7 separate regions of the Mus musculus genome follow, and regions 1, 3, 4, 5, 6 and 7 are each linked to region 2. A link is a contact called in public Hi-C, HiChIP or PLAC-seq and promoter capture Hi-C data. All regions are on one chromosome and are shown on one strand. Each heading gives the region's core, a stretch centred on a gene start, on an enhancer-like site or on the middle of the called end of the contact. The rest is flanking DNA. Distances are from core to core; before and after follow the strand shown.

Region 1 (3,651 bases), core at 464-2,963, 960 kb before region 2:
TCCTGGGACCTCCACATAGGTGCTGTGCAGAACATACCCACATGTGCACACATATATATGCACGCACACACACAAATCAACAAATGTAAAAACAAAAAACTTAAATAATCTTGGATCCTTGAGAGGGAGGAGGAGGAGGAGGAGGAGGAGGAGGAGGAGGAGGAAGAGGGATGGATGCAGCTTAGACTTTGGGTCTGCGTTCAAGTCCAGCTTTTATGGAGATTCCAAAAGGCAAGGCAGCCCACTTAGGGTTAGGTGGTCTTACAAGTTGGGTATTCGTGTGGGACAACTATGAGCAGAATTGCTAGGTGTCACAGGGATGCTATGTTAACCCTTTGAGGAATGTCAGGGTTTTCCAGTGGTTGGTCATGAGCATCCCTGCCAGTGTACGTAGGTTGTAGGTGTCCCATCTCCTCCCCACCGCTCCCTGTCTCTTTCTGTCTGCTGAGTAGTATCTCATGGCAATTTTGTGCTGAGAAAATTTTTCTTTCCATGAAAGTTGTCCCTATACACGCTACTAGGTAAAATATCCTTAACTTAATTAACAGTCCAGTACAGATGCACATCCTGTGTCATCCTAGGCAAACGGACAGGACATTCACTCATGGTTCTCCCATGGGGTAGCTGCTGCTTCGTGAGTATGATAGTAGAATATGAACATCTTACCACTGTAGCCAGCTGGAAGCCAAAATAGAATCCATGCCCTCTTCTGAGACAGGCTGCCCAAAGCTGTGAATTCCCTCATCAAGAACAAGTGGCTGAACAAATGCTTGGCACCCAGAGCCAGAATAAAAGCTAGGCAGAATGAATGAATAACTCTAGCTTTGGGAGTCAGGCACAGTTGTCGCGTGGCAGCTTGATCAAGCTACTCAAGGCTGTCGGAACCTTGGTGGTAGTAACTCCGTCAGTCACACGGTGAGATGCGAAGTGCCGGGCTCAGGACAGACACTCAGCTGACGTTAACTCCCTTTCCATATATAGCTTTGTTGTTAGCATCAGATATATTTTTTTTCCCAGATAATGGCAGAGCAGAGGATTCATTGTGTTGTTTAGATATCTTCTCTTTGCAGAGAAATAACGAGCTCTTGGCAAAAAAAAACCTTAGTGCTGGTAGAAATGGATACTGCAATTTGGTAGCTGCTGACTGACACGTGTTTGCCAAACAGCTATTCAGTCTTGAGCAAGCTCACCTAAAAGCGGGGAAAATGGGAGAATCCTGTAGTTTTATCCTCTTTGCCAGGTATTTATTTGGAAACAAATATCTTTGTAAAGTCCCAGCTTAATTTTTTTTTGTGTGAATAAAATGTTGACACGCTTTGGCTTAAGAGTTCAAACTATCCTATGTGAAACTTAAGTGTTAGTCGACACAAAGGTGTCAGACGCTTTCCAAAGGCTCATTGCTTTGATTTTTGATTTTTGGGTTTTTTTGGTTTTTGATTTTTAAGAAAATGTTGGTCTTTTTGTCACTGGAGTCTTTTGGGTTTTTTTTTTGTTTGTTTTTTGTTTTTTTTGTTTTTTTTTTCTTGCCCTGCAGGGAAGTCCTAGTAACAGGCTTCATGTCTGATTGGGTTCCATGGCAACAGAGGTTGTGACTTTATTAAAAGAGAGCCCGAGCATGCCAAGAAAGATAAAAATCAGAACATGGGAGATGTCCGAAGAGATGCATGTGTTCTGAGGGCCGTGTGCCCTGGAATGCAATCGGTTTCTCGTTCGCTGTCCTTGGTCTCCGTTAGCAATATGAGGCCCACAGCGTTGCCCCTGAGGTCACAGGGTTCAGGGCTCTCTCTTTGAAAACACATTTACATGTTTGCTTTTCATTCATTCACTGATCTTGCTTTTAATATCTTTTGATGTATTAGGAAAAATCCAAGCAGTTATGTGAAGAACCTAGGCAGGAAAGGATTCTGGTTTTTAAGGTAGGAGGAGAATATATGGCATCCCTTTTTGGAACTCATTACAGCTGTAAACTGTGCGATGGTGTGGGAGGGCCAATTAGAGGCAATTATAACCAGCTCGAGCTTTCCCTGAGTCAAAGCTTGCTCTGAGCTTTCCAAGCTGGGTCCTGGGAGGGTGGGGCGGAGCAGAGTGCTTCTCCTCCTTGTTTCTCAGTTAGAAAAGCTGATTCTGGTCTACAAGCGGAGCGTCTGTAGCAGGGCTTGCCATCCTTTCTCTCCCGACCACGACCACAAGAGGCTGGCAGTTGCCAGGACCAGAGCTGTTTGGCTCAAAGTGCTAACAGGAGCTGAGGAAACAACGGTGAGGTGGTTGAATCAGCCTGCGCTCCTGCCTTCTTGTTGCTTTCTTTCTCAAGGGTAATCAGTCAGGCCTTTCCCCTCATTCTGATACTGAAAGTGAAAGAAACCGAGGGGCCGGTCAAATCAGACAGGTCACCCTGTCTGTCATCCTCTAAGCCGGTGGGTGGCACGTTCTGACCTGCATCCGGAACTCAGACTTTGTTAGTCACGTACCCACAGCTGCCTCACGGTGAATCAGAAACTTCGCAGATACTTGGACTCTGATGATTAAACATAGCAGGCAGTATTGGTCTGTGAGCAAAGAATGAGCTCACCACGTTCTGGGCCCCCGAGCCATAGTTAATCAGACCTTGGGGAAATTATGTCACTCAGTCAGCCCTGGTTCCGTTCTTCACAATGAGCTCGACCTGAACAGATGCTTCTCAGACTTCCCTGTGTATAATATTACAGCCTGGGCTCCAGCCCAGGACACGGAACCTCCTAGAAATTCTGATTCACTGTCTCGGGTGGGGCAAGGAGGGTTAGAGGCCCCAGGTGATCTCATGAGTAGTTGTTCTGGAAATACCGCTTACCTGGCTCACTGATGGCAAACTAGTTGGAATCAAAACTGGAGGGAGAAGGGAAGCTGTCGGGTATAGATTCCCATTGATCAGGATTAGGCAATGGTGGCCAGGCTCAAAAACAGGGCCCCACTTTCCCAGCTCCCTTCTCGGCTCAAACATAGCTGTCTTCCCTGCCTGCCCCCCACATCTCTAAGGAACCAGAAGGGGCCGAAGTGATGAGAGGCCAGTTGGGTTTGTTCGTTCTCAGTGGCTCACATCCCGGGGCAGGGTAGCTCTGAACACTTACACATTCGTTCCTAGACTCTTGGCTCTCTGCAGTGTTGTCCCCTCAGATAGAAGTGTTCACTAAGGACTTAATTCCAGTGGGCAGGAGGCAGTGGCAGAGACATCGGAATTACCTAGGGAGGTTGTTTGAAAAGAGTGGATCTGAGCCCTAAAGATTCCCCGTCACGCAGAGCCCTGGTTATTCTTTTTAATATGAAGCATTTTTACAAGGAAAACCCATGTTCTTTTGAAGATTTAAAACTAAAGCTATAAGAAACCAGACCCCAACCAGCCCTCCTGAGTACAACTAACTTCAAGTTCAGGCGCACACGTGTAGCATAAAGGAGATGACCACATGGGGTCACTTAGATAATGGACGTGCACACAACCAGAGCCAGGGCCTTAGAGAGCAGCCGGCTGGATCGCTGGAGAACCTGAGTTTACTGGTTAAATCATTAACTGCTAAAGCAAACAGGGTTCAATGTGTGTCTCCTCTGTGCTCTCTGCTTGTGGCTAGGTTTTGCGTTCCCTGTGGAAGAAAGGTTAAATGACATCAGTAAGTGAGGTTC
Region 2 (3,500 bases), core at 894-3,393:
CAAGGGGAAAAAACCTACAATATTAACAGTGATGATCCTTGGAAGATGGGGCTGTGGGCTTCCTTTTTATTTCTAAATTTTATGAACTACTAAAAAAAAAAACAAATTAAGAGGTGTAAACTGTAGTGAGTCTAAATGTTCTACAGGAAGGGGAAGCTACTCTACCAGTTCACCTGAATCCATTTTGGATCGTAATGATAGCCAATGACTAGCCTAGATCTTTCACTCAGCATTTATGCACATCTATATACACAAAGGCACACTCATACAAACACACACACACATCATCATCACCACCACCATCATCATCTTTTAAGCCCACAACAGGATCATTCTGATAAATCAGATTTTCTTCTTTCTCTACTTAGTGATCTTTCCACAATGATAACAGCTTTATAATATTCATAGTTACAATGTAACATAACTTATTAATCCCTTCTTTGACTGGCATTTAAATTTTGTCCCCTTTTTATGACTGCAAATAGGAGGCATAGAGAATAACCAAATGCTTTAAATATTCTATATTTGAAAAACCACAAAACATTTTTAAGCATTTAAAAAAAAAAATCTCACTTACTTTGGATTGGAAGTAAATGCTTCCAGATAGTTCTGTTTGATATCGCCCATTTTACTGCCGCAGCCATGATCCTTAGCAAGTGATTTGAAAAAACGATATTGTGAAGTGAAAGCTGTTGCTAGGCACACAGATTTTCGTTCCTGTTTAAGAGAGAAAGAAAATCGGCTACAAAGGTAAAGTTAAACACTAACATCAAGGTAGGAACCATTAGCTAGTGCTCATCATTTGAAAACAAGGCTTTTAAACCTGGCCGTTCCAGTTTAACAACAGGACAAAGTCACTGAGATCAAAATATGAGAAACAGAGCAACTATTCCGCTATCATTTCTCTTAAGTGCAACTTTCTCAGGACTCTGCACAGTCGGCTTCACTTACTGAGTGCTTAGCAGAATACGTAATTAGAAAGTCACTCACACATAATACACGCTGCAAACTCTTCCTCAAATGCTAGTGAGTCTACATTCTAGCTCCCAAGTCCCACCCATAGGATCCTATCACTTACAGTAATGCTGTTTCTGATGAAACTAAATATTCAACATGAAAAACTTAAGAGGAACCCATCGATGTCACTATCTCATCTCCTGTCACATAACATTTAAAGATGCAGCAAGCATATTTATTTCGAATCATGAAAATTTAAAAGGACTTGCTTCCAAAGACTTTAGTGTTGCTCACTTACAAACTGGAAGATTTGAGGCAAGTCATTAACTAAACGACCTTCCAATTCTTCAGTGGTAAACTTCAAGAAGCAACCACAAATTTCATGAGATGGTGTAAATAAACGGTAATTACTGTGCCCCTATTCTCTATTGGTCTCAGTGACCCTCTATAGGCAGGAAAGGGATTAGGATAGGGCTCTCTTTATTTGCACGCAGATGCCAGACATCCTAAGAGCGCCGCGAATGGCAAACCCTGAGTTCATTCAGCTAGTTATTTATGCCTTGCAACCCACTTTCTTAATATTCTGTGCTCTTTCAGTTTATTGGGAACGAAGGCTGAGAAAAGTCAAATGCTTTATTTTGGTAGTTCACTGTCTAACTGGTGGCATGCACGGAAAGAAAACCCACGTCTTCTGATTACAAGTCCAAAATCAAAACGTTTGTGGGGACCTTCCTCTGCTCCATGCTAGCATACCCAGGGGAGGGTCAAACTATTGCTCCAAAGAGAGACTTTCCAGGATGAGCCCCTTGGCACGGAATTCAGTTCCAAACCAAACACCCCGGTGGGGCTGAAGTTCGAGCAACAGTAATACAGGGACTACCACCCAGGAGCCGGTTCAAAGACTTGAATCAGGAGGAGTCTAAGGAGTCGCAAGGTCAACTTGGTGCAGGCTGACGCCCGCATGCACGCCGAGGTGTGCTACAGGAAGGGCGCAACCACACGCCGGCCCTTCTGCAAGATGGAGCCTGGGGACACCGGCAGCCTCGTCCTGCCTCCAACGACAGACATTAAAGCCCTCAATGCCTACGGACAAGCCTTCCGGGCCTGTAAGGAGAGGGCAGCGGTACCTCCACGGCTACTCACCGCGCGCTCGCCATCTTGCTTCAATCTGGGTCCTAAAGGCGCCGTCCAGCGCGCGCTATACGCGCGCGAGGCACTCTGGGAGTTGTAGTCTCTGCCAGGAAAGTAGCCCTAGTTGCAGAAAGAAGGCGGGGCGGGCAGCTGTGGCCAGGCTGCATTTGTTGTGGCCCCTTGGACTCAGGATTCCCAAAGGTGCCCAGACAACAAAATCGCTACCCTCCCGATTTTAGTAGCAGGAACTATTTAAAATAACATCAAAACCAATGTTATACTATTATTCAGAGAATATTAACATTCTCTAAAATTTATGAGCCTATTGGCACCAAATTCAGCTCCAAACCAAATGGATGAATGTGTTTTTCATAATGGATCAATTAAGTTTTCTCAGAGAAGACAAAATGCCAGAGAATTCAAATGAGGGGCCCAGGACTGATATATTTGAAATGAAACCTAGAGAAGCTTTCTCAACCAATGGATCTGATAGATGTAGGAGCTGAAAGGAGAACGTTCCGGGTGTGGCTTTGTCGACTGACTAGGTTAGTCAACAACCTACAGGAGAGGAAAGACTGATAGAGCAGGTTAGAAGTTGTCTGGTAAGGGTGGGAATGGATTCCATTCAGGAGCTGTTGATTTGGGGATTCGCCTGAGACACGCAAGCGGCGATATAATGAAGGTAGAGAGATTTGTTTAGAGAGTAAAGGTTGGGCTAGATAGGAGTATAAAGCCATAGGATTGAGGGCTGGGTATGGAGCTTGGTGCTAGAGCATGCCTGAGACCCTGGGTTTGATGTCTGGCACCACAAAAACATGAATAAAGCTATGAGAATAATGAGTTGGTCAACACATTGACCTCGCTACTCCGGAGACTCCTCCTGCAAGTCTTTAAATGGCTCATGGTTGGTAATCCCTGTGTTCCTGTTCCTCAAACTTCAGACCCACCCACCGGGGTGTTTGATTTGGAACTGAATTCAGTGCCAAGGGGCTCACTCATCCTGGAACGTCTGACCCTCCCCTGGGTATGCTAGCATCGAGCGGAGGAATGTCTTATTGAGATGTAGCTAAAATGGAAGAGGGCTCCAAACAGGGCCAAGGAAATCTAACATATATCACCTAAGAGGCCACCTAGCATGGGAATATCTGAAAAGAGACAGTCCAACAAATAATTGTTAGTATTCCTTCTAGACTCCGCCCAATAGGTAGACCTGTCTTGCTATAAAAGTGGCTCTTTGGCCCCCTGCCCCCTGTTCTCTCCCCCTCCTCTTCTCTGTCTCTGTCTGTACCCCCTTCTCAACTCCCCTTCTCATGCCTCCAAATTATTCTATGCTACACCTGTGCTATGGCTGGTACCTGGAGGGTGGGGTTGGGGACGCCTCATCATGAGCCCACCAAGGCAACCCTTCCAAC
Region 3 (3,237 bases), core at 137-2,636, 530 kb before region 2:
TTACACAATTGTAGAAACTATCTGCCTCTGGCAAGATCACACCCCTGCTAGAGCATGAGGCAAATCACAGTCAGCTGCTGTGAAGCAGCCTCTTATCCTCACCCGGGATTAAAACGAGAACATATTGTTATAATATTTCCATGTTTTTTAAAAGAAACCAAGATTCCAAAGTTGTCACTACACCTAGCCATCCCTGCGGGAGGGGGGGGGGTTGGGAGGGGGGATGGCTAAGTACAACCATTTTCTTCCCTCATATGGGGTACTCTTTTTGCTATTGTAACAAGGCACAAGGCAAAACAACTTAAAGAAGGGCAAGCTTATTTGGGACATGTACGCATACACAAAAGTCAAGAACTGGGGCCAGGAACATCCCTGAGTTTGTACAATACTTGCACATGAATATGGAGATCTGAGCTTGGATCACCATAACCTGCAAAACGAAGCAACCTCTTTGCAGAACACCTGTAGTCCTAGTAACAGGAAAGGAGAGGTAGAGACAGGAAGATCTCTGGATGCACACAGGCTAGTGAACCTGGTATACGTGGTCAGGTTCCAGGCCAATGAGAGACCCTGTCTCAAAGGAAGATGGAAGACATCGAGAAATAATATCTGAGGCTATCTTTTGGAATCTATTGATGTGCTGTGCATAAGTCCACACCCCTCAAACATGAGCACACACACACCACACACACACACCAGAGCAAGCTAAGACTGGATTCCATGAAGTTCTAGCTTGAGAATCCAACTAGTCTAGGTCAGTCACACACTGCATTTTCTTTTGGAGAGTAGCAACAGCCAGGAGACAGCTTGAGGTACTAGAACATTCCTCAGACTGTAGGGCCTAGTGGAATTGAAGACAACGAACAAGCTGCCTTCTCCCTCACTTGTAGTTGTAGGTAGCAATTAATGAGCCACAGGAGCATATAAGGGGGCTGCAGACTGGGTAAAGCTCTGTATCTCTGGCCTTTTCTATGCGTTAATACACAGGACAAAAGACTACTTACAGAAAAACTCTGTGAGGTTAGACCCTGGACCCTGATGGGCAGCACACAAGAAAACATTTCTCAAGGCAAATGGAGGAGTCATTAAACACTGGGCACCACCTCAGAGGCCTAACCTCATTCTTATTCCCTGTGGTTCCAAAAGTGTGTGTTGGGGAGGAGGCGTTATCTATCTCTCAGCATTTTGAGCCAACCACACATCTTGACTTATCTTTAATGAGTCATTTTCTAACATGTAGCTTGCTAATTGACAAGGCATTAATTTCAGCAATAAAAACAAACGTTGGTACTCATTTACAAATAAAAAGAAGCGCTGTCTGTTGATTGACATATCCTCTGTGGAAGGAAGTGTAGCCACCTCAGGAGTTAATTCTCCCTGACGAGAGCTAAGTGACTGCCCTTGGATGTGTGCCTTCTGATAGTGGCCACTTAGCAGGTACACCATGTTGCCCTGGTTTTGCTAACAGACCCAAAGGAGGTTACAGAAATATACCATGAGTTAGGACAACTTAGGTAAGCTGACATCAAGTGACTTAAGTTTTCACAAAGAGAAGTAGCCGGATTCCAATGGCTCTGAACCTGGATGGATTTTTCCAGTTTCTATCCACAGCCCGTGCTTCCTCAAACATGATGTGTATCGGAGTGTAACTCACATGTCCTTGGTCGTTTCTCTTCTGGAAGCTTCTACCAGGATTCCATTCTTCTGGACTTCAGCCAGGACTCTGCTCCACGGCAGGGGTAGACTTTCCAAGCCTCAACTGCCCCCCCCCCCGACCGTTTGGGAGCCGAAGTTTATGTACTGGGTCTGACAGGATTCTAATTATTTGTTCTCTGCAAGGCTCCCATTTGTTTCAGACATTGTCACACAAGTTTTGCTTCATTTAACTTCAATAACTGTCATATGGTGTTTGCTTAGTGTTTCCTCAAATTCCAAATCAACCAGGGACAGAAAACTTTCTCTTTTGGCAGAGCTTGCTGAGCGACAACCTCTTATGCCCAGCCCCCAACCCTACTCAGTAGGGAACTTAAGGAGAAAGAGGTTTTCTTATTTCCAGGGCTTACTGCAATGGCTGGCACTTATTTATCTTTTTTTTTTTTAACATTTATTTATTTTTAGGTTTCACACATGAGTAGTATATACTTTTTTCTTTTCACTTTGCATCCTGCTCCCTGCCCCCCTCCTAGTTACTCCCTCCCATAATCCTTCTCATCCAGCAGAATGAGGCCAGTCTGCCTGGCCCCAGTTCTTCTGAGCATGTGTCTCTGTCCTTTCTTCACCCTCTCATTTCTGCACATAATGCCACAAGGAACAGTTTTTACTATTTTTTTAAAAGACTTATTTATTTTACTTATATGAGTACACTGTAGCTGTCTTCAGACACACGGGAAGAGGGCATCAGATCCCATTCTCCTCTGAGAGGGTGAGAACTTCTCACCCTGGGCAATCCCCCTTGAGACCCATCCAATGGGCAAGCACCAATCTCTGACACTATTAATGATACTCTGTTATGCTTGAAGACTCCTGTCTTGCATGGCTGTCCTCTGAGAGGCTCCACCCAGCAGTTAATCCAGACGGATGCAGAGACCCACAGCTAAATAGTGGATGGAGCTCGGGGACTCCTATGGAAGGATAGGGGGAAAGACTGCAATTCATGGTTTTTGCAAAAGGCATATGGCTGAGTTAATGATGTCTAGGGGAAAAGATTTTTATCTTAGTTCATAAGAGGGAAGACTATTGTTGCTCATACAACAGGTCACATTTTTACAACCTTCACTGTGTGCCAGCTCTGTTGTAAGTGGTTTGTGTATAGATACTCATTTAATTTATATGAAAATCTATCTTATGCAGCAAACAGCCCTATCTCCATCCTACAGAGGAGGCAACTCAAACACAGAGAAGTTAATGGCTTGCCTAAGATCACACAGGTAACGAGAAAGGCTGGATTTGAACCCAAAACATTTGCTCCCAAACTACTTGACTGTGGTCTATGCATGATAATGTACTGCACAGGGGAAAGAGGCCTCTTTATCCCTACCCACATTTTAGTCAAGCTAACATATTTAGTGGTTTCCAATGAGTTCCTGCCTGCCAAAGGGCTACAAGGCATCGGCAGCCTAGGGATGAACTTGGGTTGTTTTGTCAGATAGGAAAAGTTACAGCAACCAGCAGGGGGCGACTGTGAGTAGTGGAGGGACCCTCGAGTATTGTTCTACATAGGCAATGCCACAGCAAGGA
Region 4 (3,286 bases), core at 570-3,069, 990 kb before region 2:
TATGGGGCATTCTCATTCAAACCATCACATACATTACAGTCTCTCTCACTTCCTAAGTCTGCATTCCTCATACAAACATAGTCATTCCCTAAGGCTCTGCTCAAATATTGGCCTATCACAAAAGCTTCTCTGGACATCATAACTGAAATCACACACACACACACACACACACACACACACATCACAATCTATGCTTTTTGCGTGGAAGAATTTACCTGAAAATCTCTCTGAGCCTGGTGTGTGTGTGTATGCATGCGTTTTGTGTGTGTGTGTGTGTTTGTTTGTGTTTTATTTTAAAGGTTCTTTTCCCCTTTAAGTGGCTTTAAATTAGGTTTCTGATTCTTTTTAAGTTTTAATAATTTACTCTACTTTTGTGGCCACATTTAAGATGTATACTCAGTGAAAAAACGATCAATAAACAAACAATCCTCCCATCTGCCCTGTAGCTGCTCAGTTCTCCTTTCCCAACTTAAGCTGCTTGTTCACTTATTCCTGTAGCTTTTTTTTTATCTTGTCAGAAATGTGCCCTGTGTATATATAAGCACAGGCATATATCTATATTTATGTATATGTATGTATGTATATGTATCTATATTTCTCTATATAGATATGATACACATTGCACTTTCAATAAATGGTAGAACACTATATTCTCCAGCACCTTGCTTTTCTTCACTTAACTATACATGCTAGAAATGACTCCACAGAGGGCCATCGCAACTGCTACACTTGTCTAATACTCCACTAAGTCGACATGCTTGGTTCCCTGGTCTCCTTGTGAGTGAATGACACATAGGTCAGGTTGTCCTCAGTCTTTGAAAAGGCCTCCTATCGAGAGTTCTTTATCTTTCATCAATGCCTCTCACAGGACTATCAGATAGATGTCTTAGACTTCCATCCTGATCTTGTCAACTTCTGGTTCAGGGAGCCCAGCAGCTTGCCAAACACCCACAGAACAAAGCTGAACTTAATGTTGAAAGTACATTCCCCCCACCCCCTACCCCCGACTCTCCGTTCTTCTACCTGATCCCTTTTTGCCTGAAGACACCCACTAAACCGACACCTTGAGGGTCCCCTCCCCCACCCCCACCCAACGCACAGACCTGTTTTCTCTCAGCCAGCTAGGGGGATAAACACCTCCTCCCCTCCCTGTAGGCAGATCACACTGCACTCTGAGCCTGTTAGGATCAGTGATTTAAAACCTGCCAATCCGGTCTCAGGGGCACGTCTCACGAAACCACTGGACCTTGTGTAGTTAATTTGGGGGTTAGGCAACCGATACCGCATTGATTACCAATCAGTACTTTTTCTCTTCAGATTCCAAATTCCTTGTGGGCAGGGAGCACTCGCTGGGACTAGAGAACGCTCAAGTGGAAAGATGTCCCGGTTTCAAAGTAGCTTACAACACAGTGAGTCACACAAGCACAATTAAGATACACAACACAGTGGGAGTGCCGCTCCGTGGAATACTAGATGGGAAAATGCCCCTCCGTCCTGGAATCCTTAGCCCACTGTCCAGGTCCAGGAAAGCTGTCCAGCAAGTAAGTGTGCCTGTTGAGTGAAATATGTATATATATTTCATTAAGGCATCCGGCAACCTCCTGTGTGCTCAAACCCGTCTTTTTTATCACACTCAAGTGGGTCCATAACCTGTGCCAGCGTCGCTCATCTGAGCCGGGAGAGGCGTGGGAGCGCGTGGGCCCCGTTCGCAGGCAGGGAGGGCAGCTGAGCCCGGCACCTGGAGCGGGTCTAGGCGCCGCGCGGGCGCAGGGGCGGGGAGCGGGGAAAGGGGCGGAGACTGTCGCCCGCCTCCCCACCCGGGCGGCGGCGCAGGGCCGCGGGGTGTCGGCAGCAGCTGCAGCGGCCCGCGCCACCCCCTCGGCCGCGGCTCCGGGGCGAGGGTGAGCGGAGCACGGCGAGCAGCTGCCACCCGGCGCCGAGTGGAGCGGCAGCCCCGGAGGACGCAAAGTTGTCAGTCTAAGCGCAGACATGCCGGGCAGCGACACGGCGCTCACCGTGGACCGGACCTACTCAGACCCCGGCCGGCACCACCGCTGCAAGAGCCGGGTGAGGGCGCGCGCAGGGCGGCGCGGGGGTGCGAGTCTGCGTGGGGAGGGCGCGGGCCGGGTCGGCTCGGAGGCTCAGCACCGTAGAACCCAACGCCGGCCTCTCCCGGCCGGGAAGGTCCGGGGAAAACCTGCGGCCCGGGGACGCTGGGCCACCGCTGGAATCGGAGGCTAGCCAGTCCTATTCCACGACGGTGTCGCCGGGCTCTCCTCCCCGCCAGAGAGCGCACGCTGCCTGCCGGGTCCCCGGGACTCCCAGGGTCTGGCTCCCTCCCGGCACAGCCACCTGCAGGGCTCTGCATTGCTGCTGCGTCCCCTGCCTGGCAGCTGAGTCCCCTGCACTGTACGCCCGGGACGCGCTGCCCAGGTCAAAAGTCGATCTCGGCATGGACGCTCCGGAGTTGGGAGCCGTGCAGAGCGGGTGCCTTCGCCACGGTTTGCAGCCTAATTTGCTGTTGCTGATTTTGGCTGTGAGCGAAAATAGCTCTTCTGAGCAAGCTGTGGAGACCGGCCATGGAGGGCTTCACTATAAAGACGGAGGCCACAGCCCCAGCTCTGGGCCCCTCCTGAGGAACACTTTCCCTTTTGGGAAGCTCAAGTGTCCAGCAAGGATGTGACACCCCCCCCCCCATCCCTTCTTTTGACGGACTAAAGTGCCATTTGAAACAGCACCTCCTCCACTCTGGCAGGCGGCACCTGGAGTTGTTCTCTGAGCCTCCCAACTTCTGGCTTGTCCGAGGAACTGGGGATTCGATGTCGGCTTTCTTGTATAAAGTTCGTAGAGATAGACCGGGCAGAGTTTCTACCCTTCCACCTCTAAGATCAAGTTGCGGCCATAAGTGATAGGCATATGCAGGGGTCCCTTATATATAATGTGGGTATGCAGTCACAATTTGAAACAGTAGTCGATTCTCCCAGAAGTGGCATGTTTACCTCATTTCTCTTTTCACTTTAGCGCCTCTTAATCAATTTAGGAAAAATGATTAAAAAAAAAAAACCCACAAATTTAATGAGTTTGGTGGAATCGCTCCTGCATCGACCGACTCTTTCTCGGTTTCATTAGAAGTTTCATAACAGTGCACCAGGAAAGTATTCCCAAACTCCCTAAGAAAAACATTTAGAGTTTTGGTTACCTGCAGTCAGAAGTTTGCTTGGGAGGGCAACTACTCGCGAACCCAGCTGACTGAAGGAAAGGTCTTTTTTCATAAAACATTTGTAAC
Region 5 (3,369 bases), core at 616-3,115, 730 kb before region 2:
AGCTTCTCTGTGTTTTATAGATGGAGTTTTATGTATGAAAAGGAAAATTTTGTATCTTGTGATCCTCAAGTATTTGATTAAAACGAGCTTAAGAATTGTAATGACATACAGTGTAGCTAACAGCTTTAAGTAATTCACTATTGATTGCAGACAGATAATCATTACCTGGCTCCAGATCCCATCAGGTCCTGGCTCCAGATCCCATCAGATCCTGGACAGGGATGCAGCTCAGCAGCAGGGCCCGCTCAGCAAGTGCATGGCTCTGAGTGAAATTCTCAGAGACAAAACAAAGTACTGGATTTTATCTCAGTAGAATTTAACTTTTGTTTCAACAAGTACAAGCAAGCTAACATGACAGGATTTGTTATTCTGATTTTTAGTGACCATGGTATTGATACTAAAATTCATATTATAGATTAGTATGCAGAATAGCTTTTAAATTATGTTATTACTAGGATATAACTTAAGACGTCATTTATATAAAGTTTATTCTACACAGAAAACATTCTGCATTAAGACTTAATATAAAAAAAAGACTTAATATCAAGCTTGGTTTTTGTTTCCCCATTTGGATATGGTTACCTTTATGTACTATGTAGCCCTGACTGTCCTGGAATTTGCTAAATAGAACAGGCTGGCCTTCAGCTCAGAGAGATCAGATTGCCCAGGCCGCTGTAGTGCTGGGGTTAAAGGTGCTAGCTACCACACCAGGCAGCAGGTTTGGTTTTAACTGCCTAAATTAGGCACAGTTTTCATATCTTGATGTTTATAATTATTGTTTACATTTTAAATGCTTATTTTGTCAGTAAAAAAAAGTTTCTTTACACAACTTAGATGCTCTAACTTCAATTTCCTAACTTACTTAAAAGACACAACAGATGTATCTAATTCCAGAGTGTTTCGTGTAAGCATTGTGTACATGTTATTCTAAATACAGTGTCATATTCATAAAACTTGCTCTGCAGCAACAATGTGAGGAAACATGTGGGCACATAAGAGTCACCATAGCTGGAAAGGGTAGGGCATGGTCAGATAGGCAGGGAGTTTGAGAATACTGGCCATAGTGCCTATTTGATCTAAGAATTTCTGTTCAGTACTTGGCATGTGTGCCTGTTCTCTGGCAGGACACTGGAGGAAAAACAGATCCAGTGGTTGGAAGAAAAGCACAAGCTCCATGAGCGAATCACAGACAGAGAAGAAAAGTATAACCAAGCCAAGGAAAAGCTACAGCGCGCAGCGACTGCTCAGAAAAAGGCAAGTGGTTCTTAGCTACAGTGCTTTCTGTACTGCCAAACACTTTCCCAGAGTAAGATGTATTACTGGCATATTTAACTTGATATCTAAACATCACACTTTGTTTTAATTTTGCAGAGAGAGTTAGTTGGGGAAATCCAACTAATAGGTATATTCCTAAAATATTTTAAAGTTAATATATATTTTCTTATAAGTGATATTTTTCAGAGCCAATCTATACAAACACGTATAGCTAGCTCATCACAGTGTGATGACCTGTTTCAATTATACTTAGCATCTGTAATATTGCTTTTGTGGTTAAAGTCTGGGCCAGAGATAGAGCTCATAGGTAAGAATTATTCAGGCATATCCACCAAGTTCTAGATTAGCCAGGACTGCTTGTTGCCATAGACAGGCTACATGCCTGTCTCAACAATAACAAAAGAAGTGTTTGTTTCCAACTCAAAAAACAAACTTGCCCCAGCAGTAGGATCTTGGACTTCTCCTTGGCTTCTGAAACTCTGACAGTTCCTGCTTTGATGCTACAGATTTGTCCTCTGTAGGCATATGTTCACATTCTTGGAACCAGTCCAGTACTTGATGAAATGATGTAGCCAGATGATTCATCTAGTCGGTAGTTTACAGCTTTTCCTACTACACACCGGCTGTGGTACTCTCCTCGGCTGGGGCTCATTGCTGCAGGGCTTCAGCAGTGATTTCCAGCAGGCCTGGAGTGTGCCAAGAGACAAGCTTGTGTGTGTGTAGTTGTAAGTTACCATTTCATAGGTTCTCCTCATAGTGACATTGGGTATGGAGAAGAAATACAATGTGAATGAAAGAAATATGCCCTAGGAATAACAGTATCTTAAGATCTGTATATATTACTGAATAGGTTTAAATAACTGAAGACACTCTTGTAATTCTAAAAGTAGTATAAAATTGAGATTAGAAGATATCGTTTCTTATATAAGAAACCCAGCATTTTATACCCATAGGAAGTACATTTTTTTCTCTTTTATTGGCCACTCATATTCCTTTCTGTCCATGTATAAATTTTGAAAGGCTTTTAGTGTTGGTGAAGTTTCAGTGATTTTTTTTTTGATGACTCATAATGACCTTAGAAATGCCACTGTACTTCTTGTATTGTGTTTGAACTTCAGAAACCTCTGAATTAAGAAGTCTTTAGAAAGTCTTTCGACTTTTTGTCTTTTGCAGATAAACTTTCATGTTCTTCCAGTATTAGGAATAATTGTTGTAGAGACCAGAACCTAATTATTGAGGTTAATTTGGGTTGACTGCATTTGGAGCAAAAGTGACATCCAGTGGTGACAGAGATTATTAACTGATAGTAGGTGTGCCAGAAAGAGGGCAGAGAGTGATAGGTTAAACCTATCAAGTGATGCTGTACCATTATTGTAATGATGCAGTCTCCCTTTTTCTTAAATACTTAACTGGTGGCTGAGAACATAGTATTATCTCACTTTTAGACTGTGGTTTGTGTCGGGAGGTGGAGGGCTAAGGGGGCAGGTGCACTCCTTGTGCATGGAGCACTGCCACCTCTGTCATTCTCTGCCTCTTCCTCTCAGGCAAGGTGCCTCCAAACCTAGAGCCTGGGCCTGGTTTTGAGGCTAGGCTGGAGCCACCAAGTTCCAGTGATCTTCCTCCCTTCCACGCTTTTCTCTGTGCTGAGAATACCTGGTCTGTTAGGAGAGTGTTGGGATCCAGACTCCAGGTCTCTGCTTATGCTTCACCAGTGTACCATCTCTCTAGCTCCTCACTTCACCTTTTGTTGTTGTTTTTGAGACAGAGTATCATGTAGCTCTGGCTGGCCTGGAACTGTATAGACCAGCCTGACCTTGAGGTCTGGCTGCCTCTGCCTCTTAAGTGCTGGGACTAAAGTCACAGGACACTATACCCAGTTTATTTATTTATTTATTTATTTATTTATTTATTTATTTATTTATTATATGTAAGTACACGGTAGCTGTCTTCAGACGCACCTGAAGAGGGCATCAGATCTCATTACGGGTGGTTGTGAGCCACCATGTGGTTGCTGGGATTTGAACTTCGGACCTTTAGAAGAGCAGTCGGGTGCTCTTACCCACTGAGCCATCTCACCAGCCCCCCCAGTCCACT
Region 6 (3,614 bases), core at 531-3,030, 660 kb before region 2:
GAAAACCCATAACTACACGGCCATGTTCAAGGGCGCAGCGAGACAGGCAGGGAAACCTTGCAGACAATGTAAGGACAGGTTGGCAGATACTTAAGGGAGGGTGTGCCGGGGCTGGGGCTCAGTGGCAGAGGGCTTCCCTAGTATGCTCACGGCCCTGGGTTCGGTCCTTAACATTGTAAGATAAAGAGGAAGGGAGAGAGACTGGGAGGGAGAAGGGATTAATACTCAAGCAAGCTGGGAGCAGCATTCCCTCTCTTTGTTTTCTGTAACCTTGGAGCTAAGGATGGGTGGACAGAGGATCTAGGTGGCCACATTGGAGTAAGAACACCATTCTTTATCCTGAACACATTCTGAAATTCCTGCCTTAGCACTTCTGCGATAGGGTGAAAACCCACTGGACCACAATACCTACTTCCTTAACACCAACGTCCTAAAAGAAAAACCAGCAACAGGGTCTCCCTCGCTCCTTACCCCTAAGACTGAGCCTGTTTGTGTGGGGAGCAACCCTTATTTTAAAGACAGCTTCTCGGTGACCGTCTCTGGTCATTCTATTTTCTTTGACTCTCCCACCCTCACCCCTGAAGAAAAGCTTCGAGCAGATTCTAGACATGCTTTCTTCATCCTTGGTGCTTTCTCTTCTACACAGCCACCCCCCACCCCCATCTCCATCCACAGGGATGCTGAAATGGCTAGCCTCACCATCACCAGCCCTCTAGACCTACCCTGCAGATGGCATTCCAGCAGAGAGCTCCACAGGCATCTATCTGGTGGTGTCTCAGTCACACTTAGACCTGTCCCAGCCATGCCTGAAGCATCCTCATTAACTATCCTCTCCAAACTACCTTAGGCACCGTGGATAAAATGACCCTCATGCCACTCCTTGCCAAAGACCCCCAAGACCTTCCTGCCCCCATTGCCTACAGAGCCAGGGGTGATGGGGAGCTGTCTCGGAAATGTAGAGCCGTATTGGGGGATGATTCTCCCTTGCGTGGCCCTGTATGGTATTCAGCCATCTCTATCACCCATCCCAACCCAGCCTCTAAGGTTCCAACAAAGCAAACGTGAGTGGTGTTTTAGTCTAGAATAGGTCTAGAATAGGTGAATACCCTCTTCTGTGCTCTGCAATCAACTCCCTGCTTCCTTACCTGCTTGCTGGTCTAGTCTTTTCCACTGAACTCCATTAGCTTAGTCTCAGCCCTACCCACTCATGCTTTCCCTGGGAAACACATCATGGCTTCTTGGACTCATGAGAGATGGAAGGAGCGGGAGGACCCGGCACTTGTCACCAACGATGCTGCCAGTGTCCAATGCCAGTGCAGGTCTGCCATCTCCCTTCATGAAGGTGGGGTTGGGTGTTGTGGGGGCAGAAGCTCATTTACTCTTTGTTCTTGCAGCCAGAAAAAAAAATGGTTTTGCATATAGTAGGTGCTCAATAAATGGGACATGTTCTGGGAAAGAGACCGTGTTTCCAGGTCTCCTGGCTCAGGCTGTCCCTCAGGCCAAGGGCCACTACACAACTGAACAGGCTTCCATCACGGGAAAATGGCCAGAATCAGACTCAGTGTGAGGCTGGGAACTGGCCAGGAAGTGTGCCAGAAGTGGATGGGCATGTGTCTAGGACAAGGCCGTAAGAAAGATGGATCGCTACACTCGTTTCCAGGCGTGAACACCTACTGGTTGCAAGTAGGACAAAGTGTTTGGCCACCCTCAGCACTGCTGGCTTTGGCAGGAAGTGGTCAGGTTGAGGCCCAGAATGGCTGTTCCCTTTACACTAGAGAAAAGGAGGAAGGAAACGGAAGAACATTCAAGAAGCACCTATATAAGCAACAGTGTACCTAGCCCCTCCTCACAGACACCCATGGCTTCACCCTGAAGGTTCCTGTGAGAACGTCAAGGCTCTTCTCAGAGAACTAAACCCTTAGGGGGACCAGACAATTCCCACAGTCTGGGGATGGGGAAGCATAGTGGGGGAGGGGCGGAAGACAGTGGCCACAGGACCAAGAGACAATGACAAGAGAAGGAATGTTACTTCAGCAGGTCCCCGACCTCCCTTGGTGCTGTTGGACCACATACTTGTCACAGGCTCTGTACATAGCACCCCAACCATCCACAACGACTTTCACACCTATTCAGAAGTGTTATCTGATTAAAGCAACGTGCTACATGCGTCGCACGAGGAGAACGTGGCAGGTCTTAACACATGAAATTCTTTTCTGGTTCCTCTATGCGGCAACCCCAAATAACTCCAAGAATGAGATCTTTCCGTCACAGCAGAGACAGTATAGATCACATGAAAGCAAAAGTTTATAATGCCGAAGTCGTAGAAATGAAACATACCCTTCCTCCAGCCCCCCCCCCCCCCAGTTTAGTATAACTTACATTTATGTTCACATTTGCGTTTCCCTTCAGCTCGTGTGAAATGATGAGGTTGTCGATGACGTCAAAATTTCTGCCCATGATGGTTATGTTTTGCCCACCGCTGCAAGGGATCGAAGGGCAAGGGTGAGCCACCGGCGTTCACGATTTCAAACTAAACTATTAACTGATTCACAATTAATGTTAAGCTCGGTCATATTTGGGAGACAAGGAACCAATTTCAATTTAAAAGACGTTGATAATTTTAGAAGTCTTTAAATGGTACTGGCTGCAGACTCATGGTTTCTAAGACATACATATAAAAAAATACAGGTCAGCCCCGTTTCAGTTCTGGGAAAGTGCCCAAATTCTTTAATAGAATCGGAGCTTTCTTGTGGTCTTTCGCCACACATAACCAGATCATCTGCTGTACCTTGGAAGCATTTCACGGGACAAAAATCTCATTTGATTACAGTTTAATCTATGAGAAGATGACCCGCTCTCACAATTTCCACGACCAAACCCTCTAACCCACCAATTATATTTTATTTATAGTTTATTTATTTAGAGGGAAACAGGGAACACACGATAGGTGGACAAGCTAAAATGGCGAGTGACCTTAGAAGTTTGTATTCTTGTTTAAGATATGGGATTTCAGTGTACGGGGAAGGTACACAAATCTCACCAAAACCAAACAGTGATTTCACCTAGTCTCAAGGTGTCACCAGATAACATCGGAGTGGTCACCCAGTGTGAAAGAAACAGCTGCCTACAGCTCTGGTTATTCTCATGGGTCACCAGACACTTGTTCTGGGGTGGCAGGTCCACCCCAGACACTGTATGGCCACTTGACAATCTGCCTCAATTTTAAGAAAACCAACCCAAACATCTTCTCCTGATTCCAGATGGTGGCACCTCCTCCTTCTTGCTCAAGGATGAGGAGCACTGAGACTCAGGGGCTCAGCACAATCATGGTGACAGGCAGCCATTTGATGAGGAGGAAGCAGAGTATTGTGGTAGAAACCACGCATCCTGGGCCCAGCTCTCAGGGAGCTACGTATATTGCTTGAACTGCAGCCGTGCCTTGGTTCACCCCTGCCAAAGGGACAACCCACCGTTGGGTTCTCAGAGTTTTTGTAAGGTTTAACCAGGTCAGCAGCTATACCATGACTATGTGGTGAGTGCCACATCCGGGTTACTACTTATACATAGGGCATACTTAATCTCAGAGCGGAGGGTTGCAGGTAAGAGCCTTGCTT
Region 7 (3,285 bases), core at 674-3,173, 560 kb before region 2:
CCAGGTTGAGACCACAGCCACCCTTGGCTAGCCACAGCCCCGCCCCCTCGCGCTGGTTCAGGCTGGGCGGTCTGCGAGCGGCTTTTGCACCATAGCATTTATTTACCAGTGCGGAGCAGGCCACAACTCTACAGACCACATCACATAGGTTGCAGCCAGAGATTGGAAGGTGGGGTGGGTGGAGGGGGGGGGCACAAAGGCCGGGGTGTGGCGGCGAGTCTTTTAGGTTCGATAGCTTTTTCTGTAAGGGCATTAGTAACTGTTAGCTCAAAGGGTCAAGCCCACATGTCCACTGAGACTCTGGTCTGGAGAAGCGGTTAGGAACAGAGGATAGCCCGGGCCCGGGGGGTTGGGGGGAGCTCAGTCCTAAACAAGCGCCCGCATTTGTACTAAAAAGATGAGAGGCAGCCACTAGAGTTTTGAACCTCCCTCCAATCCTCCCCGCTACCCCGTCACCCTTTCTACACGCTCCCTTTGGGGACCCCAGACTGTGCTTTAGAGTAGCCTGCAATCTCGGCCAGTCGGTGGTGTAGTGAACCTGAGACTTGGTAAGTGTCACCCAAGACTCCATCTGAACCCCGGGGGCTGGACTTACGCAGTTGTGCTCAGTCGCTTGAAAGTCCCAGCTGCAGCTCCTGGCGTGCGCCTGGATCTCACTCATCCTGAAGAGGCAGAGAGCCGTGGTGGCGGGGGAGCGCCTCTCCTGGCCCTCTCCAGTGGCCGCGCTGAACACGCCGGCCCAGATGTCCACAGCCTCCACCAGGCTGGAGGAAAGCAGTAGGCGGCGGCCCTCAGGGTGGCCGTGGTCGCAGTCGAGGGCAGCCTGGCCCTGGAACAGCACCTCTGTGCTCTGCGCGATGCGCGCCATGCTGGGCCAGCCGGTGGCAGCGCCACTCGTGTAGTTGTAGGGATAGTAGGGGAAGTAGACACTGCCGTTCCAGAGAAAGGCGTCCACGAAGTGCAGGCTGCCCGCACTACCGCGCAGTTTCAGGCGGCCCAGCTCCTGCGTGGCCAGACTGCGCCCCTCCGTGTTCTTGAGCGCGATAGCCGTGTCGCGATCGGATGCTGCGGGGTTGCAGCGGTTCGCGGTCTCCGGCTCCGGCAGCACATAGGTGGCGGCCACCGCCAGGTACCAGAGGTCGGTGCCACTCGCGCGGTACACCACACCAGCCGTCGAACCCTGCGGGTGACATGACACCACCTCGGTGCCGTTGCGCAGGGAGCTGCGGTTCAGGTTGCCCAGGGGCCGCACCTCGCAGGCGCCCCGGTCGAAGGTCCAGCCGGTGAGCAGCAGCCCCTCGAGGCCGGTCGCCCCCTCGCGGTAGGGCAGCAGTAGCTTGCTGAAGCTGCTCCCGGGCCGGGGCCGCGCGGGGGGCGCCAACGAGACGGGCTCCGTGCAGTTGCCCGCTTGGTCCCGGTATAGGCGAGAGAGCCTGTTCTTCAGGCTGTAGTCCAGCTGGTCCAGGCAGCTGCCGCTCGCCACGAACACGCCGTCCGCCCGGCTCGCCGCGATGGCTCCGATGGCTTGCTCAGATCGCCACACCGGCTCGTCCGCGCCCCGGGCGGGCGCTGCCAGCGCCAGCAGATAGGCGATCAGGGGCAACGGTGCGGCGGGGTACGGGGGGCGCGGCGGCGTCTTCCTCCGGGAGACCTCCATGGGGCTAGGGGGGCCGCCCCCGGGCAGGGCGCGCGGCAGCTCGGGCAGCTCAGGCGCGCGGCGACGGAGACGCGGGCGGCGGTGGCGGCGGCGGCGGCTCCTGCGCGCGCTCGGGCTCCCGCGGCCGCCCCATCCCCGCGGCTCGGCCGGGAAGGAGTGCAGGGAGGACGGCGCGCGGCGGGCTCGCTCCGGCAGCCTGTGCCGCGGCGGCAAGCCCTGCGCGCTCCGGAGACGCTTCCTCCTCGTCCGCCTTCGCCGGAGAGTTCCTCTGTGCGGCGCGGGCGCTCGCGGGGAGGCGCGGAGGGGAAGGGAGGGGACGGGCGGAGGGGAGCGAGGCGGGCGGGGAGGGCTGGAGAGGTTGGGTGCGCTTGTGCGTTTCACTTTCCCATTGTGAAAGTGGGATGCAACTGGCCCCTTCCTCATCCTCTTCCTCCTCCGCCCTCCGCCTCTCGCCCGCCCTCCCTCCACGCCCATCTCCCCTCCCTTCTTGATTCGGTGAGATCGGGAGGAGGGAGGTCTCGTAATTTGGGTTACTGTGTAGGTGGCCTCTTTCATCTATTCATAACAAAGCTGAGCCGCCTGCCGCGGCCGCCGCGGCTGCCACCATCGCCCCTTGCTCGCCCCGGGTTCCCCCGGCGCCGGAACCGCGCACCGAGCTGGCTCCCGCGCTCCCCAGCCCGCGGGGCTGCTCCAACGCCCGGGTTTTGTTTACGAGAGCAGCCCCGGGCAAACGCGAGGCTCGCGGAGCCAGGACCCAGGGTCGAACGGGTTGCGGCGGAGGCCCAGGGCTTGAGCCCCTGGGAGGCTGCCAGGGCGGCTGACAGGTGTGGAGCGGCGGGAGGGGGGCCTGAGAGATGCGCCAGGGGGCTGGGGCCAAGCGGGAGGCGGCTGAGGGGGACCAAGACGCCCCTGTGACCGGGGGTGGGTTTCCCTCGGTCAGAGTGAGGTAGGAGAAAGGCGCCACACTCTCGTTGTGGACAATCCCTCGGGCCAGAGCTCTCATATTTGAAAAGGCTCCCTGGTCTCCCTTGGCAACGGAGTCCCAGGCTCTCAGATATAGCACTTAGAAAGTTCTGCTCACTATCTAACCCTAGTGACAAAAGCTAACATTTATTGAGAACTTGCTCCGTTCTGGGCATAGTTCTAAATGCACCATGTAGATTTTGATTCACTTGATGCTTGGGACAAACAGTATTAATTAGTGACTTGTATCAACCCTACTCGGCTTTTGAGAAAGGTCTTGGAGAAGCTATGGAACCTGCCCGGGTACAGCTGTTAGCAAATAGCACAGCAGAGATTCGAATCCACACCTCACACCGGAGCCTCTTACAGGTTTCTTGCTAGTCCAGTGCCACCTGTGGCCACTAAACTACACTCCCCAGAGAATAAAGGCAAAGGTACATTGGGCTCAGCAGCCAGGGCTCGCATCTCAAGAGTCCGGAGCTCTCTTATGTTTCTAGAGGGGCTCCCTCCACCACTTCATCCAGGTAGCAACTGTCAGCTGGGGTGCTCCCCCCTTCCCCCACCTCGCAAGCCACCGAGAATTTCTGGAACAGAAAGATCACTGTGCTCTGGGGAGCAGGCAAGCTCATGTTTTCTCAGAAGTGGGCTTCCCAGAGGCAAGCCTT

Evidence for each region. Promoter capture Hi-C pulls out the DNA fragments that hold promoters and counts their contacts. A called contact is a pair of places that touch in the nucleus more often than the background predicts. HiChIP or PLAC-seq counts read pairs in DNA pulled down with a chosen protein or histone mark. Capture Hi-C pulls out chosen DNA fragments and counts their contacts.
Region 1: a contact with region 2 is called in an HNF4G HiChIP or PLAC-seq map of pancreatic cancer cells. The contact joins the enhancer-like site here to the promoter of Mrpl42 in region 2. A contact is called at or near these places in 3 of 39 promoter capture datasets (the C10 cell line, liver and pre-B cells), 1 of 484 Hi-C or Micro-C datasets (B cells), 4 of 115 datasets of contacts at active chromatin or transcription factors (astrocytes, large pre-B cells, memory CD8 T cells and 1 more) and 2 of 9 other capture datasets (adipose tissue and liver).
Region 3: a contact with region 2 is called in a promoter capture Hi-C map of the HPC-7 cell line, with 6 times the contacts expected there. The contact joins the enhancer-like site here to the promoter of Mrpl42 in region 2. A contact is called at or near these places in 11 of 39 promoter capture datasets (the 3T3-L1 cell line, the C10 cell line, the HPC-7 cell line and 7 more), 2 of 484 Hi-C or Micro-C datasets (bone marrow-derived macrophages and cortical neurons), 19 of 115 datasets of contacts at active chromatin or transcription factors (the 230-238 cell line, the SCID.adh cell line, acute myeloid leukemia and 13 more) and 3 of 9 other capture datasets (embryonic stem cells, liver and macrophages).
Region 4: a promoter capture Hi-C map of pre-B cells shows a contact between it and region 2, with 3 times the contacts expected there. The contact joins the promoter of Tmcc3 here to the promoter of Mrpl42 in region 2. A contact is called at or near these places in 2 of 39 promoter capture datasets (liver and pre-B cells), 1 of 484 Hi-C or Micro-C datasets (the G1E-ER4 cell line), 3 of 115 datasets of contacts at active chromatin or transcription factors (astrocytes, cardiomyocytes and embryonic basal ganglia) and 2 of 9 other capture datasets (adipose tissue and liver).
Region 5: a contact with region 2 is called in a Hi-C map of bone marrow-derived macrophages, with 12 read pairs. The contact joins the enhancer-like site here to the promoter of Mrpl42 in region 2. A contact is called at or near these places in 3 of 39 promoter capture datasets (the HPC-7 cell line, hippocampal neurons and liver), 1 of 15 datasets of contacts at CTCF or cohesin (the NIH/3T3 cell line), 1 of 484 Hi-C or Micro-C datasets (bone marrow-derived macrophages), 1 of 115 datasets of contacts at active chromatin or transcription factors (pro-B cells) and 2 of 9 other capture datasets (adipose tissue and macrophages).
Region 6: a contact with region 2 is called in a promoter capture Hi-C map of neutrophils, with 5 times the contacts expected there. The contact joins the enhancer-like site here to the promoter of Mrpl42 in region 2. A contact is called at or near these places in 2 of 39 promoter capture datasets (the C10 cell line and neutrophils), 4 of 115 datasets of contacts at active chromatin or transcription factors (astrocytes, bone marrow-derived macrophages, fetal liver and 1 more) and 2 of 9 other capture datasets (adipose tissue and liver).
Region 7: a promoter capture Hi-C map of liver shows a contact between it and region 2, with 5 times the contacts expected there. The contact joins the promoter of Plxnc1 here to the promoter of Mrpl42 in region 2. A contact is called at or near these places in 8 of 39 promoter capture datasets (the C10 cell line, the HPC-7 cell line, cranial neural crest and 4 more), 1 of 484 Hi-C or Micro-C datasets (embryonic stem cells), 16 of 115 datasets of contacts at active chromatin or transcription factors (SST interneurons, VIP interneurons, astrocytes and 10 more) and 3 of 9 other capture datasets (adipose tissue, liver and macrophages).

The regions. Positions count from the first base shown.
Region 1 is chr10:94,543,313-94,546,963 of GRCm38.p6, forward strand. The region is part of intron 1 of Tmcc3 (transmembrane and coiled coil domains 3); the gene reads left to right. Among named protein-coding and RNA genes, the nearest start is that of Gm40743, 30 kb to the left of the region's middle. Within about 2 kb of position 1,714, at least 300 of the 459 cell types and tissues checked have an H3K27ac peak or open chromatin away from gene starts, as enhancers often do. A contact at or near this core is called in B cells, adipose tissue, astrocytes and 3 more, where this site is marked.
Region 2 is chr10:95,499,806-95,503,305 of GRCm38.p6, forward strand. It overlaps Mrpl42 (mitochondrial ribosomal protein L42), which reads right to left and starts at 2,144. Exons shown (of 6, transcript NM_001359476.1): 1 at 2,101-2,144; 2 at 578-717. The coding sequence starts at 644.
Region 3 is chr10:94,973,350-94,976,586 of GRCm38.p6, forward strand. No RefSeq gene overlaps it. Among named protein-coding and RNA genes, the nearest start is that of Gm40744, 13 kb to the left of the region's middle. Within about 2 kb of position 1,387, at least 4 of the 459 cell types and tissues checked have an H3K27ac peak or open chromatin away from gene starts, as enhancers often do. A contact at or near this core is called in the HPC-7 cell line, where this site is marked.
Region 4 is chr10:94,513,038-94,516,323 of GRCm38.p6, forward strand. Tmcc3 (transmembrane and coiled coil domains 3) reads left to right here and starts at 1,820. Exons shown (of 4, transcript NM_172051.3): 1 at 1,820-2,067. The coding sequence starts at 1,990. Gm40743 (a long non-coding RNA gene) reads right to left here and starts at 1,842. Exons shown (of 3, transcript XR_871960.2): 1 at 1,651-1,842; 2 at 1,295-1,551.
Region 5 is chr10:94,769,821-94,773,189 of GRCm38.p6, forward strand. It overlaps Cep83 (centrosomal protein 83), which reads left to right. Exons shown (of 16, transcript NM_029852.2): 13 at 1,125-1,254. Among named protein-coding and RNA genes, the nearest start is that of Cep83, 83 kb to the left of the region's middle. Within about 2 kb of position 1,866, at least 27 of the 459 cell types and tissues checked have an H3K27ac peak or open chromatin away from gene starts, as enhancers often do. A contact at or near this core is called in the NIH/3T3 cell line and bone marrow-derived macrophages, where this site is marked.
Region 6 is chr10:94,845,136-94,848,749 of GRCm38.p6, forward strand. It overlaps Plxnc1 (plexin C1), which reads right to left. Exons shown (of 31, transcript NM_018797.3): 12 at 2,380-2,479. Among named protein-coding and RNA genes, the nearest start is that of Plxnc1, 98 kb to the right of the region's middle. Within about 2 kb of position 1,781, at least 32 of the 459 cell types and tissues checked have an H3K27ac peak or open chromatin away from gene starts, as enhancers often do. A contact at or near this core is called in neutrophils, where this site is marked.
Region 7 is chr10:94,942,922-94,946,206 of GRCm38.p6, forward strand. It overlaps Plxnc1 (plexin C1), which reads right to left and starts at 1,924. Exons shown (of 31, transcript NM_018797.3): 1 at 596-1,924. The coding sequence starts at 1,657.